Regions from separate parts of the Mus musculus genome. Here all the other regions are linked to region 1. The links are chromatin contacts, called in public Hi-C maps. All regions are on one chromosome and are shown on one strand. The core of a region is the stretch at or near the end of the contact, and the rest is flanking DNA. Distances in the headings are between cores, read along the strand shown. Region 1 overlaps Gm34112 (a long non-coding RNA gene). Region 2 has its middle 30 kb from the start of Zfp217. Region 3 has its middle 40 kb from the start of AY702102.

The links. A called contact is a pair of places that touch in the nucleus more often than the background predicts.
Region 2: a contact with region 1 is called in a Hi-C map of the N1E-115 cell line, with 5 times the contacts expected there. The contact joins two enhancer-like sites. A contact is called at or near these places in 1 of 484 Hi-C or Micro-C datasets (the N1E-115 cell line) and 1 of 115 datasets of contacts at active chromatin or transcription factors (astrocytes).
Region 3: a contact with region 1 is called in a Hi-C map of the N1E-115 cell line, with 3 times the contacts expected there. The contact joins two enhancer-like sites.

What each region holds. Positions count from the first base shown.
Region 1 is chr2:169,480,485-169,483,222 of GRCm38.p6, forward strand. The region is part of intron 1 of Gm34112 (a long non-coding RNA gene); the gene reads right to left. Gm14249 (predicted gene 14249) reads left to right here. Exons shown (of 7, transcript NR_166520.1): 2 at 136-303; 3 at 1,922-1,992. Among named protein-coding and RNA genes, the nearest start is that of Gm34112, 13 kb to the right of the region's middle. Within about 2 kb of position 1,382, at least 18 of the 459 cell types and tissues checked have an H3K27ac peak or open chromatin away from gene starts, as enhancers often do. A contact at or near this core is called in the N1E-115 cell line, where this site is marked.
Region 2 is chr2:170,100,001-170,102,738 of GRCm38.p6, forward strand. No RefSeq gene overlaps it. Among named protein-coding and RNA genes, the nearest start is that of Zfp217, 30 kb to the right of the region's middle. Within about 2 kb of position 1,356, at least 31 of the 459 cell types and tissues checked have an H3K27ac peak or open chromatin away from gene starts, as enhancers often do. A contact at or near this core is called in the N1E-115 cell line, where this site is marked.
Region 3 is chr2:170,001,402-170,004,139 of GRCm38.p6, forward strand. It overlaps a transcript of Tshz2 not described here. Among named protein-coding and RNA genes, the nearest start is that of AY702102, 40 kb to the left of the region's middle. Within about 2 kb of position 1,405, at least 44 of the 459 cell types and tissues checked have an H3K27ac peak or open chromatin away from gene starts, as enhancers often do. A contact at or near this core is called in the N1E-115 cell line, where this site is marked.

The DNA of each region.
Region 1 (2,738 bases), core at 132-2,631:
AGCATCCTAATAACTCTGCCAAATTTCAGAAAGTCAAACATTTTTGCTTTAGGTAAATTATGTTTTATGTCTTCCATCAATTGCAAATAGGGCTTTGTTTTGTTGGTGTTAGTGTGTATCTGTCTTCCCCTGAAGGATATCCGTGGACATCACAGACGCATGGTAAAAGGCAGCAGCCCCATCTATGTTACAGCACCTGCGACACATGATAGCATTTATCATTCTGAGTCTTCATTGTCACCTTACCTGTGAGCCCGGAGCCTTTCTGTCATCATCTCAGGAGAGACCCTTCTGGCGACACTCGTAAGTGCTCAATTTATCAATAAACAAATACTTATTGAGTGCCACTTTGTGTAAGACACTGGGCTGGTTAGTGGGAATTGCATTGATCAATCTAGATCCAAGACTTTGATGGAGCTTGTGTCTAGCAGAAGCGGGGGGGGCGGGCAACTTACAGCGCGATGAAGTTAGCAGTCACCGGCTCTGCTGTTTGCCCTCGGTGCTTTCTACTTTTGGGGGCATGTGACCAGGGTCTCTGGCTTATCTTCTGAGGAAGGACCCCCTTGGACATAAATAAGTAAATGCTAAGTAGGAAATGATATTTGAGTGGAGTGAGAAAGAGGCTTGCTCTGTCAGGGAATATAAGAAAATTCAGGAAGAGGCAGGGCCAGGACTGCAGCTTGTTCGAAATGCAACGTGAACATTTGGCTTGAGGACTGAGAAAGAGCGAGCTGGGGAGAGAAGCGTCTCTGTGGCGAGCTGGTGAGTGGACCGGAAGCAGGCCAGGCATTTTCATGTTTATTAAATAAATCTAGCAATAAATGGGCTTGGAGGAAAGAGGAGACTTTGACTTCTGCTCTGAGTTAAGCCCCACAGTTGCCTAGAATCTGTGGCTGTGGACTACTGACTCATTCCATCCTGCATGCTGCAATCACAAACCAGAGGCAAGGCTGGAGGAAGGAGAGGGAAGGTATCCAGCTGCTCTGGTGGGAAACCCAGATGACCACATCTCCTCTGCAGTTGAACCCTCACAGATCTCCTTCCCTTGACCATTTCTTTACCCATCAGTGCCTTCCAGAAGAGCCAATGCTTGCTGGGGCTGGGGTCGGGCATTCCCATAGACTGTGTCTAGTACCAGAGCACAGCCAGAGGTCTGCTGAAGGACAGTGCTGACTGGAAACCTGGCCAGGAGGACTTTGACAAGCCCTTAATCTCATCTTATCGGGGAGCATTTCTTCAGGATGGTCCCAGGGATGCTTTCCCTTCCCTGATGCAGAAAAAAGAAAGCACAACTGACGTAACTCAGGGCTCACAGGTACCAAGCAGGAAGGTCAACCCAGGACCACTGCTCTGAGTCACTAAGCCAGAGGTCTTCGAAGAGTCGTGGGTTGTGCACAGTGGGTTTGGCTGGTGGCAGCCATCCAATTGGAACGAGGATGCTGCCCTCCCCCCCACCCCCGTTCTTCCATCGCTCTAATAAAAGTCAGATGGGGGAACTGATCAGATTGCTCTCTTGGCCCGGACCCCCTTTAAATCAAACAGAGGTCTATTTTGGCTCTCTATGTTAAGCAGACCCAGAGACCTGACATTTTGTGTTTATTTGAAATGATAAGCTTAATCACGAGCAAAATGTTAAGAGATGATAGAAATGGCCACAGTAAGGTCACATCATGTCCCTGCCAAACACAATACAGCCTCTCACCCCCGCCAGGTTGCCAAGCCCTGCCACAGGGGGCCCGGAGGCGCTGGCAAATGGGGACCAGAGTCTGTCTATGTGATAATTAGTCCATGGTACTCGGCAGAGCCTGCCAAAACTGCCATATGGTAGTTTTATGACCTGGACTGCTGTTATCTCTAGAGAAAGCTAACATCGTAATCTCATTTCCTCGTTATCTGTGATGAGAACTTGAACCTTCCACAGGGCAAACAGGCCAGAGGGTGAGGAAGCCAAGGAGTCCAGAGCCCGAAGACAACACTGCTGAACTGAAAGAGGTATGTGTTACTGCTAACAGTGGTTACCCTCGAAGGTGTCCTAGGGGCTTCTCTGAAACCTGATGTGTGCTGTATATGGACTCTATTACCAGACTAGAACCCCTGACATGGGAAGGCAAGCAGGGTTGACCTCCAGAAATGTCACAGCCAGGATCCTATTTCTCTTATCGTTGTATACTTTACAAACAGATAGGGCAAGCTATTTTTTTAGATGTATTTATTTTATTGTTTTTATTTATGTGTAGGTATGCATGTCTCTGTGTATATATGCACACAACACACAGTGAATGTCTGTGGAGGCCCAGGGGCATCAGAGACCTTCCTGTTTGAATCACAGGTGTTTGCAGACCACCTGATGTGAGACCTGGGGGTGACATTTCAGTTCTCTAGAAGAATAGACTATGCTCTTTATAGCTTGACCATCCCTCCAGGCCCTGGCCCAGAATCTTCTATCAAAAATTTCTAGAGGTATGATAGACAATGAGTTCCCCAAAGCATTTTATTGAGTGGGTCAGCTTCAAGATAATCCACATCATTATCACTAAGAAAGAACTCCAAAATGGAGGAGAAAGGCTGTGTGTGATCCCTACGTCCATGTACCGTGTCTTTGCATGTTTCATCTCCTGCTTAATGAGGGGTGCTGTAGAAGAGGCAGCTGCCAAGGCTGGAATGGCTGTGGGCTCCCAGATGTGAGACAGAACCCAACCATCTCAGACGCTCTCGGAGTTAATTTCTCTCGTGAGATT
Region 2 (2,738 bases), core at 106-2,605, 620 kb after region 1:
GTCTTTCCCTACAGCAGCCGTTTTCAACCTGTGGGTCGAGACCCTTTTCGGGCTGTTGAACAATCTTTTATCAGGGGCCGCATAATAGATAATTCTGCTTATCAGAAATTCACATTACAATTCATAACACTAGCAAAATTGCAGTTATGAAGTAACAATGAAAATAGTTTTATGGCTGGGGTCACCACATGGAGAATTTTCAAGAGTCAGTGCATTAGGAAGGTTGAGAACCAGGGCACGTGCTAGACTGGCACTCAGCTGCTCAGGGGGTAGTGTAAGTGGAGCCAGGGCTAAGTCCAGGTCCGTTTTAGTGGGTCATAGATAAGAATCTCAGAGCTTGCTGGGCAGTGGTGGTGCACGCCTTTAATCCTAGCACTTGGGAAGCAGAGGCAGGCAGATTTCTGAGTTCGAGGCCAGCCGGGTCTAGAGAGTGAGTTCCAGGACAGCCAGGGCTACACAGAGAAACCCTGTCTTGAAAACCAAAAGAGAGAGAGAGAGAGAGAGAGAGAGAGAGAGAGAGAGAGAGAGAGAGAGAGAGAGAGAGAGAGAGAGAGAGAATCTCAGAGATTTGGGGTCAGATGTGACTTCTTGTAAATGGAGTTATAGTTTTTATTTTTATTATTTTGAATTATATGCATGCATGTGTGTATGTGCACATGAGTTCAGGTGTTTTTGGAAGCCAAATGTGGGTGTCAGATCCGCCGGAGCTGGAGTTACCGGCAGCTGTGAGCTTCCCAGGGTGAGTGGAACTGAGCTCAGGTCCTCTGCAATAGCCACGTGACTTCTTCCACTAAACCACCTCTCCCGTATTTTGCTTTTATGCCTTTCACTATTTAATGACGTTTGGTGGCATTTCCAGGCTGCCTTGTTCCCCTTTTGTGAATGGTAATAGTTAACACTAATATAATTCTGTTGCTATATTTTTTTAATAACCTCCCTCCTCTGGCAAAATCAAAATATGGCATTCTGCGACGACACTAAACTGTTCAGTGCCGTTGGTCAACGAATTGTGGAAATCTGTGAAGGACTGCCCCAATACAAAATTAAGTCTTTCATTCTCTTTGAAATAATTACACCAGAGCAAAAAGCATACTCTGCCTGTGACAAAGTTCTCAGGGCATCCTTGGCAGTCTCCCCAAAATGAGTCTGCTGTGAACTCTGTCTCCACAGCTTCACAGATCAGAACCTTCCATTTGATAGCCTCGGGCCAGACCTGGTCTGTATCGGTCTGTATCCCACAGCCGAGGGATGCTGGTTCGTTTCCTGAACCTGGTCAGAATCCCAGGGACAGCTCTTCTAGGTTGCTCTTCTGGCCTTTGTCTCCAACTTGCAACCGGTTGCTCTCCTTAGCAAACGCTGCCCCCGTGTGGCCAAAAGCTGCGTAACCTGCACGAGGAACGGGGGACAGAGCTTCTCTGCTACACCAAGTCAGGAAGTTGCCCTCATCTGCTTCCTTTACAACCAAACCCTGACCTTCCAGAATTCTCCAGCGAAAAGTAACCCAACCTGACGAGGACTTCCCTTCAGTGTATCCTGACTTCATTGCCGAGGTCATAATTTGACCCTGGACCTTAAGTTTCCCGATACGTACCAAGGAGCAGAGGACGCCATACTCTGTGAGGTTCAGATATAAAAAATGGAAAGCAAGGAGTCAGCCAGATTGTTTGGAGAGTAAGAAGTGCCTGCCCCACGTGCCTGATGAACTAAGAGAGACTCCCCAGAGCCCACATAAAAGTGAAAATAGAGAGCCATCTTCAAAAGCTTGCCCTGTGACCTCCAGGGTACCGTGCCACATGTACCTACGCAAGGCACCCTATGTACACATACAATAATAATAGTCAAAGAAACAAGTGTTAAATGCACAGAAGCATCCGAGGTTGCTGGGCACAAATAAAAGTTCAGGAAACATTTGCTATATTTGGGGTGGGAGGGGGGGGCAGTTTTCAGGATTGCTTTTAATATTTTTATATATAGGTATCTGCATGCGGGTATGTGCACATGTGTGCATGTACCCAAGGAGACCACAGGGACCCGGTGCCCTGGAGCTGAACCCCAAACTCCGGGCTTCTGAAGAGAAGAGCATCTGAAGAAGAGCACTGGTTGTTCTTAAGGAGAGAACTGTCCCCTGCAGGGGGTGCTCTGGCTCCCGCTCACAGGCCCTGGCATTCACCCCCAACGAAGATGTAATTTCCTTTTCTCTTTTAAAGAGCTGCCTTAACAGAAAATAACGGACGGGTTTTTGTAAACTTGTTTTTATTTATTTTTTTTAAAGATTTATTTATTTATTTATTTATTTATTTATTTATTTATTTATTTATTTATTATATGTAAGTACACTGTAGCTGTCTTCAGATACTCCAGAAGAGGGCATCAGATTTCATTACGGATGGTTGTGAGCCACCATGTGGTTGCTGGGATTTGAACTTGGGACCTTCGGAAGAGCAGTCGGCGCTCTTAACCACTGAGCCATCTTGCCAGCCCAACTTGTTTTTATTTTATGCATATGTGTTTTGCCTGCATGTGCCTGTGCACTGCTTGCTTGCCCAGTGTACACAAAGGCCAGAGAAGAACATTGGGTCGCCTGGAATGGAAGCCACCAGTGGTTGGGAGCTGCGACGTGGGTGCTGGGAATCAAACCCAAGCCCTCTACCAGAGTGTCTCACACTCTTAAGCTCTGCACCATTCCTCTCGCTCTGTCTAGGTTTTGAGACAAAGGCTCAAGTCTTGGTAGCCCAGGC
Region 3 (2,738 bases), core at 155-2,654, 520 kb after region 1:
AGTAGGTGGAGGCAGAATATTACGTGAGTTCAAAGCCAGCCTAGTCTACATGGACAGCCAAGGACAGCCAAGGCTACACAGAGAAACCCTGTCTCAAAACAAACAAGAAAGCAAACAGAAACACTTCTCTGGAAAATGCCAAGAATAACAGATTTAGATTTAAAGCCATTCCAGGACTGATGGAGCAACCCTTAATCCCAGAACATGGGGAGAAACGCCAGCAGGTCTCTGGGAGTTTGAAGCCAGCTTGGTCTACATAGTGAATTAACTCTAGGACAGCCAGAGCTACATAGAGAGACCCTACCATAAATGGATGGATGGATGGATGAATGGATGGATGGACAGATGAATGGACAGACAGACAGACAAAGTTAGGCTGTGTGAAGGGAAGCTGGAGACTGATGTGGCTCAGGTTACAAGAAGCTGGTTTCCCATACATAAGGCCCTGGGTTCAGTCCCCAATACAGTGCAACAAAAAAAAATTTTTAATTAATTAATTAATTAATTGTGGGTTTACTGTGTGCCCAAGAGAGGCCCGAGGGAAACTGAGCCTAACTCCACGTCACCATGGAGGGCTTCCCAGAGGTGGTGATTCTCTGTAAAGTGAGTGAACTAGGCCAAACAAAACAAAACAAAACAAAACAAAACCAACCACTCGGGGTGTTTGGAGAAGACACTGCGGCACGCTTTACCTTGGGCTGAGAGAGTTGAAGCAGAGATGTAGGTGGAGCGGGGACGTGGATGGTGGCTACACTGCTGGCTGTACTTTATTGGTTTGGCTAATTACTGCTTTCAGCATCTATAAATGTAAGTTTATTTGTGTTTTATTTACTGTGTGTGTGTGTGTGTGTGTGTGTGTGTGTGAATACATGCTTGTGTTTGTGTGCATGTGTGGGTGAATGCATGCAATGCACATAATGGAGGTCAGAGGTCAACATAGGGTGTTTTTTTTTCTCTTTCGTGTCCCAATTTTTTTAAACTTTTTAAAAAGATTTATTTACTTATTTTATGTATATGAGTACGCACTCTAGCTGTACAGATAGTTGTGAGCCTTCATCTGGTTGTTGGGCATTGAATTTAAGCCCTCTGCTTGCTCTGGTCGGCCCCACTCATTCGGTCCCTACGTGCTCAGTCCCTGCTTGCTCTGGCCCAAAGATTTATTTATTATGATAAATAAGTACACTGTAGCTGTCTTCAGATGCACCAGAAGAGGGCGTCAGATCTCATTACGGGTGGTGGTGAGCCACCATGTGGATGCTGGGACTAAAGGAATGTGTCAGCACACCCAGACAACCTTTAATTACTAGACCTGGAAGTTACTGACTTAGCTAGACTGGCTAGCCAGAGTGTACTTGGCATCCTCCAGTCTCAACTTCCTCATGCTGGGATTGCAGGCATTTGCCGTCACGTGGGTGCTGGGGAACTGAATTTGGGTCTCGCGCATGCTCAGCAAACACTTTTAGCTTAGACTGGGTTGACACCAGCAAGGCACATTCATTGTCACAGTTAAGGAGGAGGCTCGACTGGCATCTCAAGCATAAAGCCAGGGCCGAGGCTGAAGCTCTCTCCTGCTAAGAGCCAGCCCTCAGGACGGAATGATCTAGCCTGAGCTGTGAACAGCAGTGACCATGGCTACTTTGTTTCTCACTGTTGCGGTGTCCAGCGAGTAAATGAAAAGGTCGCTCGGACTCCATGTGTCAGTAGGCGGCTGTCTCTGGACAAATGTTTACTTCGAGCTCCGTCCCTTTTGAGCAGGTGGGGGCGGGGGAGAAAGCAGCTTTAGAGAGAAATATTAACCTCGCAAATGTACACATTTTCAATTCCCGTCACAGTGACAGGCTACAACTTGTAATCAGTATAAAATGATTTTCCGGGAGAGTAAATGCTTATTTTCGCTGTCTTGATGCTGAAACTGGATTACTTGGTATTAATCCCAGGGTGACACAGTCACATTTGGAAGCCGTGAGATTTGTTCGGATGTCTTATGGGGCCAGGGGCAGCCTTCATTTCACGTCCTTGATCTTGGAGAATTTGAATAATAGAACAGCTTTTCTGTGTACACAGGGAGTTTCAGGAGGAAGTTATCGACTCAAGATGCATTCTAAGAGCCCCGGAAAAAACGGGCAGTGGCAGAAAGGAGAGGGGTGGGTATCATCATGTGCGCACCCACCCTGAAAACCCAAGCAAGCACCTTAGGCATCAACAGTCTGTTCCTCTGAACAAGAGAGAAAATCGAAAGCCTGCACCCGTTCGCTACAATGTACCTTATAACTCTCTCCCTCGGGTACACACTCCACACACCTCTGCTTGGGATATCTGTCCCGATAAAATTTTGCCAGAATCATCCCTTGTCCCCAGATTTTTAGCTACAGCAGAAGCCGGTGACCTTTTTCTATAAAGGGCCACATGGTAATATCTTCGGCTTTGCCAGCCAATATGGTTTCCATGGTAACTACTAAGCTTCAGCGTAGCAGGAATAGCCATAGACAATAAGTAAATGAGCCAGCAGTGCCGTGCTGCAATAAAACTTTATTTTTTCAAAAAATGGGTGGTGGAGCAGGGCGTGGTGACACACACCTTTAATCCCAGCACTCGGGAGGCAGAGTCAGGTGGATCTAAGTGAGTTCAAGGCCAGCCTGGTCTATGAAACCAGTTGGTTCCAGGGCAGCCAAGACTACCTAGAGAAACCCTGTCTCTGAATGAATGAATGAATTGATTAATGAATTAGTGAAATGATG